2 separate regions of the Gasterosteus aculeatus genome follow, and region 2 is linked to region 1. The links are chromatin contacts, called in public Hi-C maps. All regions are on one chromosome and are shown on one strand. The core of a region is the stretch at or near the end of the contact, and the rest is flanking DNA. Distances in the headings are between cores, read along the strand shown.

Region 1 (5,436 bases), core at 343-2,842:
AAGGCCCTGAGCCAGCGGATCTTCTCCTCCGGCTTCTTGGCCAGGAAGATGTGGATCTCCTCGCTGTCTTTGTTGCACAGTTTGAAGGCGTTCTTCACGCTGACGTTGAAGTCGTCGTCGCGCCCGTCAATGGCGTCCCGTACGTCGTAGCGGTCCATGTCGATGCGACCCTTGTAGTACAGGATGTCCCGGCGTATCAGATCCTGTGGAGGAGGATGAAGAGAGGTCTGTTAATCTGAACCTCAGAGATGTCAACAAGCATCTGTCCCCTTGTATCTGGAGTCTGCCGCCTTATGCAACCCTTTCCATCTGCTGCCCAGTCGTGCAAACACACTGCAGACTCCCCAAGCACAAAAAAGGTAGAAAGTACTTTTAGAACATTTACTTGTTTATTATGTAGAGCAGCAAAATCCCGCTGTGAGAAATTCTGTCTTTGTGAAGCTCATGCTGGACAGTTTTTGATTGTTTATTCAACTATTGTATTTTCCAAGACCATCGGGATTTTGGTGTACTTGATTATAAGGCTGCAACCAATAAAAAAAATAGGAGGTAAGAATATCTCAATTTACAATCCAAACATCTGCTAAATGTTTACATGTGTTCTGTCGGAGAAACATCTTTGATACGAATCAATTATGAATCAGTTTCAGGCACATTTTCTGATGATCTTGATTTAAGGACACTATTATTTTCTTTCCATTGAGGAATGTTTGAGGGCACTATATATAAGATGCTTGTCAAATGGTAGACAGTACATCAGTACTACAGCTTAAATAAGGACGGCCCCAGTGAACTAGAGATAAACACCGGAGAGTGACACTAACCTTGTGACTAAAAGAGATCTGAAGGAGAAGTTTATTCTATATATATATATATATATATATATATCCCTGGTGGTCCAAAACTCAATGATGTTCAGTTTACAATCACAAGAGAGAAACAAAGTGAATACTAATTAATCAATCATCAGAATAATAACATATGTTTGCCTCTACAACAGTTCATCAGTAACCATGACCCGTGTTACTGTGCCGGAATAAAACATCCCCGTAAATAAAATCCTCATCTTGACTGTTGCCTGAGGGAACAAATTACCTCCAGCCACACTATAAGGGAAGGGCAGGTAAAGATAAAAAAAAAAACAAGAGCAGCAATCTTTTAATAATTGTGCCGAGACAAATCTGCATCCGTGTGCTGATAGGGACGAGATAAATGGAAAAGATGGAAAGCTATATGGGACGTGTTACTTACACACCCTGGGGGCCGAAAGCTACCAGTGTTGTACCGAGGATGCTTTTGTGTGTGTGGAACCAAGAATCTTAGCGGACCGGAACCGCTCACGCACGCACACACGCACACACACACACACGGGGGGATCTGCACCAACGCGTGATTTAATTTCAGGTGTCAGAGATGATGGACAGCGATAGAAGTGATAAGGACGGAATCGGAGAAACAGCAAGACACTGTATCTGCACGTCTCTGTTGGATCCTTCTGTGCGTGTGTGTTTATCCGTGTAAGTGTAAGAAAGCATTGCTCCTCTGTGTGTGCGCACGTGCGCGTGATGACGCACCTCTCCCGCCCCGGTGTGTCTCTGCGGGCGCGCGTGTGTTGTTGAGGTCTAGTCGAGCGTGAACATCCGTCTGACAGGAGAGCGCAGCCTAAGGTGCATTAGAGCCCAAACCACCACCGCTCCATTTTGGTGCTGAGCATTTGATGGCGTCTTCGCCGAGGGCGGTGTGCGTCTCATGCGGTTTTATGTAATCTATTTGCAGCTCTCGAGTGTGGCTGAGGACGTCGCGTGGTCTGTCTCCACGCGCCTCTGCCACCAGCCGTTTCAAGACAACCGGACGAGGGCGCAGTTGAGCTTCTCAGCTTGTTTTCAGCCAATATGGTGTTTTAAAAAAAAAATTAAGCGAACAAAGGGAAAGAGAGAGAGAGAGAGAGAGAACCCACCTTCTTACAGAGAACCAGCTGGTGATCAAAGAGGAAGAACACTCGCTGCTGGCTGCGTCCGTAGGGCTGATAGATCCATGACAACTCCCCGGTGTAGATGAGCTCCGAGCTCCGGTCCAGGATATCATCCCCCTGGACACACAGACCAACACACGCACACGCACGGTGTGTAAATGCCAAAGAATAGGTACAACAATGCACTGGGATGCAAGGGCCAAAAGAAACAGCACACGGGAAAGATCGGTCTACTCATCGTGGTCGCTAGCTAGCTGAAAAGCCTCAGGCTTCAGTAGCCACAGCTCCCACTGCAGCGCGGGGCCGACAAGGGCCTGGTTGTTGGCTTACGCAGGCCATAGCAATACAGCTCTATTAATATCCTTGAAGTAACTTTTCTTTGAGCCTCACATTAGTTATTTTTGTCCAATCCATCTCAAAAGGGCAGCCGTTAAAAAAGTGTTAGTCTAAAGTTAATAATGGATCACAGTTTAATGCTTTGGTACAACAGAATAAAATTTGATCTAGGTTCTAAGTGGGGGGGTGTTTAAATTCAATCCTTGATTTTTAGCTATTTTTAAGGTCTGGTCCAACATGATTCAAAGTAAAATTATGATTAAATTGGATTGAACCCATTTTTGGTTTGTTAAATAGACAAACATTCAAGGCATTCAAGGAGTGACTTTTACAAACAGGTAAAAACAATAACTGAAGCTTAGGTTCAGTCGGGGAGACTCTCTTTATTCTGCCTGTAAATCTTCTACCCCAAACCAACCACATTTTTCCACGATCTCCTCAGACAATCATATTGTTGAACCAACGCTGCCCCCCCTTTGACCTTTTCCCCTCCACTCTTCACTAGATCCACGGTTCCACAAATCCTGTTATTCAGAACTTCAGGTAATTGATATAAATTAAGTAAAAGTTCTTCCCTCCCCTGGGCGTGACTCAACAGATGGACTAAACAGACTGAAGCACATTCTGCCAGTAAAAACGAGGATCAGTGCACATCGGATGCTTAGAAGAAGCCCACAGTCCACGTACGCACGTACCTCCCAGTCCAGAACAGAAGCTTGCCACTGGGCGATCTTGTCGATGTTCTCCAGCCTCCTCTTCCTCTCGTTTATCTGCTGAGTGACGTTCCGCATTACTGCCAGCGCAGCTGCCACGTATCGATAATCACTACGGACACAGTGTATACATAAGTACTCCTGAAGTGTTAAAGGGTACATTTATAGCTTTTGGATTTTGGACACCCATTAAAAAAAGACATGTAATGTTGCAGCAGAGAAAGATACAGAGGAGCCTATTAAAGGACTGGGCTCATAAACTCCAGTAGCAGCTGCTGCTGAAACAGCAAAAACAACATACAACTACCAAATAATTCTAATCAACCAATTTCTCTAGTCACTGTTAACTCTGACTGTGTCTATGCTAACTGAGCTGGGTTTATCCCTCTAGCTCAGAGATGCAATGGATCCAATCCTCACTTTGGAAAATAATGGCTGTGTGTGTGTGTGACAGGGAGCAGACAGATTCTCTACCGCTCCAAACAGTCAAACACTGTGATCTGGCAGGCAGAGCTGGCTGCTGTCCCTCTCTGGCTGAGAACACGTGCTTTGTCAATGACCTGGAGCTCGCTGAGACACGCTGAATCACTCGCACATTTTTTTCTGTGAGTTTGCACGCATGAGCTTGCACATCTGGACGATCTGGTATCGGCAAATGTTTACTGTGCTTCTGTGCGGTGCTGGGAATGTTATTGCTCGGACGTGTGCCAGCAAAAGCCCAAATTCATACTTAATCTGCAATCTATTTATATCCAGAGTTCTGTGCAATGATCCTACGGCCGTGAATTGGAATGCAGATGATGCGGAATGACGATGAGAAGCAGTGTTTTACATTTTTGACGCAATTGAAAGTCCTTGATGAAATGTTTCCCTCCGCAACATTCACAGTAAGCCGGCAGAACAGCAAGACATAACATTTGTATCAGGTCATGCATGGATAATCCCCCCTTCAATAAAACAAACCCAACCCCTGCAACGGCTGCATAGCAACACAATACGTCTGGAACACAATGATGCATCAGTAATGGCATCAAAAGCAACACGTTCAGATCCGGATTTAAAGAGTCTTTGGACAAAGCGTACAGTACCTGTGCTCCTGCGCTGTGTATTTGAGAAGCTCAGCCAATTGGAGTGGATATTTGCAGATTTTCTGGACAGGGGTGAGCAAGAAGCCGTCTATGGCAATGTCAATCATTTGCTGGAGGAGGCGACAGGCCTCGAAGAAGTGCTGATACCTGCCGTCCCTCATCAGTTTGCTCAGTTCCATACAGGCATCCAAGTGGTTGTTACAGTACTCTGAGTAGATCCAAAAACCATCTTGCTGTAGATGAAAAGAGCAGAGGATATGAGATTAGAGGGGCGAATATGAAACAGAAATCCTTTTTAATAAAACGAGCCGGGGAGAAGCGCGGCGACATGTACGGAGGAGCAAATCCGGTCTCTAAAACTTTCATTAGAGCGGCTTTTTCGAGATCATGACTTAATTATCTCATTATCTTGACAAACTGTTTGTGTTATATAAAGGAGAAACGGACTCACGTGTTCTAAAAAGCATGGTCCGATTTCAGAGAGGTGTGGGTCATCCGTGTTGTACTGTTTCTCCAAGTCTCTAACAAAGCCCATCTGGAAGCGGAAGATGTCCTCGATGTTCCCAAAGATGACCCTCAGCTGGTCGTCATTGAACATGTCCACGCGCTTCCTGCACTGCCGCAGGTAGCCCTGAAACAATATGGGTTACAACTAGTACGAGGCGTTCAGAGGCGATGTGCAGTAGTTTAAGAATCTGCTCCTAATTTGTGACATGGTGCGCCACAAGTGCGCGATGCGGGCCACCGCTTGTTACATCCAGTCACTATTTTTGATCATTCTTTGTTAATAAACATCTAAAGTCTCTCCTTGAATATAATTAATTGGAATCCAAATTAACTATGACTCCGAAGCTTCTGCAGAGGCAAAAACTATTTTGTGTAGGTCGAACTGTGGCCTCAATTTCAGTCAGTCTGATTCTTCTGGTTAATTAAATGCCCTAAAGATTCTGCACTTTGGGAAAAGTTTTTCCTTTTTCACACTCCACCAACCAGAATTCTCTATGTCTATGGAATACATACGTTAAGCCGTTTTTTTGTTTTGCACAGTCAACCTCAATGAAAATAATTTAAAGCTGAGAAAAGTCTCTTCCCAAATGGGCCGACAGTCAGAGAGTAAAATACATGATTATGATTATACTTTATACTTATATTATACTTCGCTCTAAAATTTTGAAACCCTAATTTCTGTGACACACAAAGTTTGACACACAAATAGTTATGATGAATAATAATTTGAACATAACATTTACATTGAACATTTAAAGGCTCTTTCGTGCATGCGCCTGTACTGTAAACACGCCGGGTATTTACACAGCCAAAGTGTGCA
Region 2 (4,822 bases), core at 1,336-3,835, 47 kb after region 1:
CCAGATCGATTACAGACAATTGGACTTTCTCCCGGGGCAAGTACCCTCCACGTCGCATGTAGAAAGGGTGAACCAGAAAAAGTGTTGGTTTGAACCCTCGCCGGTCCCGAACCAGACACCCTTACCACCCTTAGGGCTGGCGCATGCTTCTGCGTCTGAGTCTGCGTGGTCGCGTCGACACGCTTGTTTCAAATCATGGTTCTAAAAGGCTTGCGTGTGTTGCAGAGCAATTCACCGCCAGAACAACAGATGGAGTAACGTGTTTCTGTTGAAGACAACCTTTTCATAGCGGTATTGTGCTATGAAAACGGAAATGTGAGACTCTGTAAAGGATGTAGTTAGCAGACCAATCGCCGCCTTGTGCGCAGCGGGAGACTTGCGTTTTTGATATGTCATTTTTTTTTTAGAAGATATGGACCAGCTAGAAAAACTCAGTTTTCTAGTGAGCCATGTTTACTGGCTATGTTAGCCTTTGCACAGCCCCAAACTTGGCTGTGTTGGCCCTTTGCACAACCTCCCAACTACTAGCTATGTTGGCCAACACCCCCCCCCAACTACTAGCTATGTTGGCCAACACCCCCCCCCCCCAACTACTAGCTATGTTGTACAATAACACAACCCACCAACCAAAGGTACCTCACTAGAAAAACTCAGTTTTCTAGTGAGCCATGTTTACTGGCTATGTTAGCCTTTGCACAGCCCCAAACTTGGCTATGTTGGCCCTTTGCACAACCTCCCAACTACTAGCTATGTTGGCCAACACCCCCCCCCCCCCCCCAAACTACTGACTATGTTGGCCAACACCCCCCCCAACTACTAGCTATGTTGTACAATAACACAACCCACCAACCAAAGGTACCTCACTAGAAAAACTCAGTTTTCTAGTGAGCCATGTTTACTGGCTATGTTAGCCTTTGCACAGCCCCAAACTTGGCTATGTTGGCCCTTTGCAAAACCTCCCAACTACAAGCTATGTTGGCCAACACCCCCCCCCCCCCAACTACTGACTATGTTGGCCAACACCCCCCCCAACTACTGGCTATGTTGGCCAACACCCCCCCCCCCCCCCCCCCCAACTACTGGCTATGTTGGCCAACCCCCCCCCCCAACTACTGGCTATGTTGGCCAACACCCCCCCCCCCCAACTACTAGCTATGTCGGCCCTTTGCACAACCCCCCTCCCCCGACTACTGGCTACTACTGGCTATGTTGGCCAACCCCCCCCCCCCCCAACTACTGGCTATGTCGGCCCTTTGCACAACCCCCTCCCCCGACTACTGGCTATGTTGGCCAACACCCCCCCAAACTACTGGCCATGTTGGCCAACACCCCCCCCCCCCCCCAACTACTAGCTATGTTGGCCAACACCCCCCCCCCAACTACTAGCTATGTTGGCCAACACCCCCCCCCCCAACTACTAGCTATGTTGGCCAACACCCCCCCCCAACTACTAGCTATGTTGTACAATAACACAACTCACCAACCAAAGGTACCTCACTAGAAACTCAGTTTTCTAGTGAGCCATGTTTACTGGCTATGTTAGCCTTTGCACAGCCCCAAACTTGGCTATGTTGGCCCTTTGCACAACCTCCCAACTACAAGCTATGTTGGCCAACACCCCCCCCCAACTACTGACTATGTTGGCCAACACCCCCACCCAACTACTGGCTATGTCGGCCCTTTGCACAACCCCCTCCCCCGACTACTGGCTACTACTGGCTATGTTGTCCACCCCCCCCACACTACTGGCTTGGAATTGGATTGAATTGGAATGAAAATAAATACCAAGCACACGTTTCGTTAACTAGGGATGATACTATCGTCATTTAGCTTTTATACTAGAACATGGGATATAAATTAGCTAGCCGGACAAGGCCAATAGCGGCGCACGGATAATTTAATTTCACCCGGGGAAATATTCTGGAACATACAAGGCCAGGTAGTTTACTCGTTTTGAGGGAGGAGACGCAGTTCACAGTTTTAGAAAAGTACAGCTTTATTTTAAATACTTTTAAAGTCAGTGCAATTTAATTCAAATCAAAAGAAAATCAATTAGAGGGCTGGAAATGGGTGGATGGACCAGACTAGGTGTGTCTGGGGGGGACCCACCAAATAAAGAAAACAAACTCAAAACCACCCGACGTAGTGAGGAACCCGCTTCCCAGAACACAGGAAACAAAGGGGTAGGACACCACCGCCACCACCAGTCTCCAGCAACAAAAAAGACAAAAACAAATTACAAAATTACAATAAAATAACATCCATCCAACAATACAAAGGGACACAGCCCTGGTTAAAATTAGGGATTGTAGGATTTCTCTCTGCTTTTGGAGTGGCAAAACTTCAGAGTCGTTAGCACTGCACATGAGTCTGATGCTATAACCACTCTCTCTGGCCTGACGTCCTCTACCCACTGCAGTGCAAAAACTATGGCCATCATCTCGCATGTAAACACTGATAAGTCATCACTGAGTCTTTTCCTACAGTCATACTGGAATTCTGGTATTACTGCTGCCGCTGCTGTTCTACCAGTTTCAGGGTCCTTAGCTCCGTCTGTATATATTTGTATATAGCTATGGTAATTCCTCCTGATATATGACTTGCAGATCTTACATTTACCCCCACCCTCATCTCTCATCAGTTCAAGTAGTCCCAGGTCCACTTCAGGCTGTGGCAGTATCCAAGAAGGAACAGCTGGCGGCACCACTGCTGGAGAGTAACTCCTATCCAGTTTACCTAGTTCCCTAGGCTTCTCCCTAGCAACCCAACCAAAGCTCTTTGGTGGCGCCTTATCATGTTCCCAGCACGGCTCAATTGCACTTATTGTTGGATGGTTGATATGTCCTTGTAGATTGGCCCAATATGACATTATTATCTGTGTCCTCAACTCCAACCGCATTTCCCCCATTTCCACCTGCAATGCCGGCACTGATGTTGTTTTAAAGGCCCCACTACATAGTCTTAACGCTTTTACCTGTATTACATCTAATTTTCCCAACACGGTTTTAGACGCCGACCTGTAAGCCACACACCCATAGTCTATTACTGATCTGATCAGTCCCATATATATAGCTTTTAAAGCAGCCCTGTCAGCTCCCCACTCTGTTCCCACCAAGCATCTCATTACATTTAAAACCTTTTTACATTTATTAACAACTTTCTCAATATGTCCCTTCCAGGTAAGCTTCGCATCAAACCACATTCCTAAAAATTCGTACGAGTTCATCCTTTTCAGCTCCTTCCCATATAAATAGATTCTGCCCATTGTCCCAATTTTCTTTCTTGTAAAGAAAAGGGTATTTGTTTTTTCCACTGAAAATCTAAATCCCCATTCCAATGACCACTGTTCCACTCTTTTGATTGTTTCCTCCATCTGTTTCACCACATATTCCACATTCCTACCTCTTTTCCATAGTGCCCCATCATCTGCAAATAAAGATCTCCCTATATTATGTGTATTGTATGTATTTTCATATACATCATCAATCATTATTGAAAACAATAACGGACTAATCACACTTCCCTGCGGTGTTCCATTGTCCACCAAATGGCTGTCCGACACACACCTTCCCACTCTTACTTCTATAGAGTGCCCCACCAAAAATTGTTTAAGCCATCTGAACATTTTATCCAATATTCCTAATTTCTTAATTTTGATTAATAGTCCCTCTTTCCACAGTAAATCATAGTCTCGCCTCGAAGTATTACCCGTAAGGAATCAGAACATGTATCTTAAAATGTTATTTATTTTTACTTCAATGCACTAGTTTAGCTAAGTTAGTTAACATTAGTTTCTTTCCATAACAATATATTTTTTAATCAAGCTAACTTCATAACCTTCATGGATATTCATCGATTGTTCTATCTGACTCTTTTACAGCAATTTCTGACTGCAAAAGCATCCTGTGTCTGCCATCCCACTGCAAGAGTGTCCGGGTCCACGTCACTGACTGCACCATCCCACTGCAAGAGTGTCCTGGTCCACCTCACTGACCTGCTAGGCATAAAACGGTGAATGTTTCTGACTGAAAAAGCGATTCCAATGTTAAAAAGCGCATGTGTCATGGTCTAGCTAAATTAGACTTGCCTAGTTCCCATGTGTTTTTATGTTTTATATGTGCAACCTGCTGCTAGTAAAGGTTGCTCTTTCCGTTGCTATAGGTCAGTTGGAATTTTAGGCCGGTCAGAAAATAGGGGCAGTACATGGTCGGTCTCAGCTCATCACATTCTTGTTTTAATATTTGTTTTGGTTTTGTTTGGCTGATGGGATGTGGAGGTCCACTCTACATTTGCATTTCTGCACACGATCCCGGTAATCATCAAGAGAACAAGCCCCATTTAGATATGGAGAGAAGACTAAATCCCTGAAGTCAAGTGCATTACTATCGGTGTTCGTCACACAGAAAGGTAAGCGAAATGTTTGCAGCCTCATATGCAAATGAAATATTCAATACTATGATCAGATGTTAGTCCGTTTATGTTTTAATACCTGTGGTGTTCATTGTAATGTTTTGGGGGATACAAAACAGGTGACCGTGTACATGGAGTACAGGAGGTGCGCTGGGAAGTGTACTTAAGAAAGACACCCAACCCCTAACTGCTCCCACTGTGTGGGATGGGTTGTACATGTAAACCATACCGTAAAAATGTAAACCATCTAATGCAATGCAAATGCGTCAACTTTAATGACATGTAAATGTAAATGCAAGTCGCTTTGGATGAAAGTGTCACCTTGAATGACCTGTGAATAAACTTGCCTCAACTTGAGTTAAGTTTATGTGAATAATAGGTTAAATGTATTTAATTTGAACTCAATTAAAAA

Evidence for each region. Hi-C and Micro-C count contacts between places; a contact is called where the count stands out from the background.
Region 2: a contact with region 1 is called in a Hi-C map of skeletal muscle, with 2.7 times the contacts expected there. The contact joins two enhancer-like sites. A contact is called at or near these places in 4 of 6 Hi-C or Micro-C datasets (skeletal muscle, tail fin and whole body).

What each region holds. Positions count from the first base shown.
Region 1 is chr4:15,489,204-15,494,639 of fGasAcu3.hap1.1, forward strand. LOC120818463 (rho guanine nucleotide exchange factor 9) reads right to left here. Exons shown (of 15, transcript XM_078102069.1): 9 at 4,561-4,740; 10 at 4,110-4,342; 11 at 3,004-3,133; 12 at 1,958-2,089; 13 at 1-203. Among protein-coding and RNA genes, the nearest start is that of LOC120818480, 18 kb to the left of the region's middle. Within about 2 kb of position 1,593, at least 4 of the 9 cell types and tissues checked have open chromatin away from gene starts, as enhancers often do.
Region 2 is chr4:15,535,431-15,540,252 of fGasAcu3.hap1.1, forward strand. No RefSeq gene overlaps it. Among protein-coding and RNA genes, the nearest start is that of LOC120818491, 4.0 kb to the left of the region's middle. Within about 2 kb of position 2,586, at least 1 of the 9 cell types and tissues checked has open chromatin away from gene starts, as enhancers often do.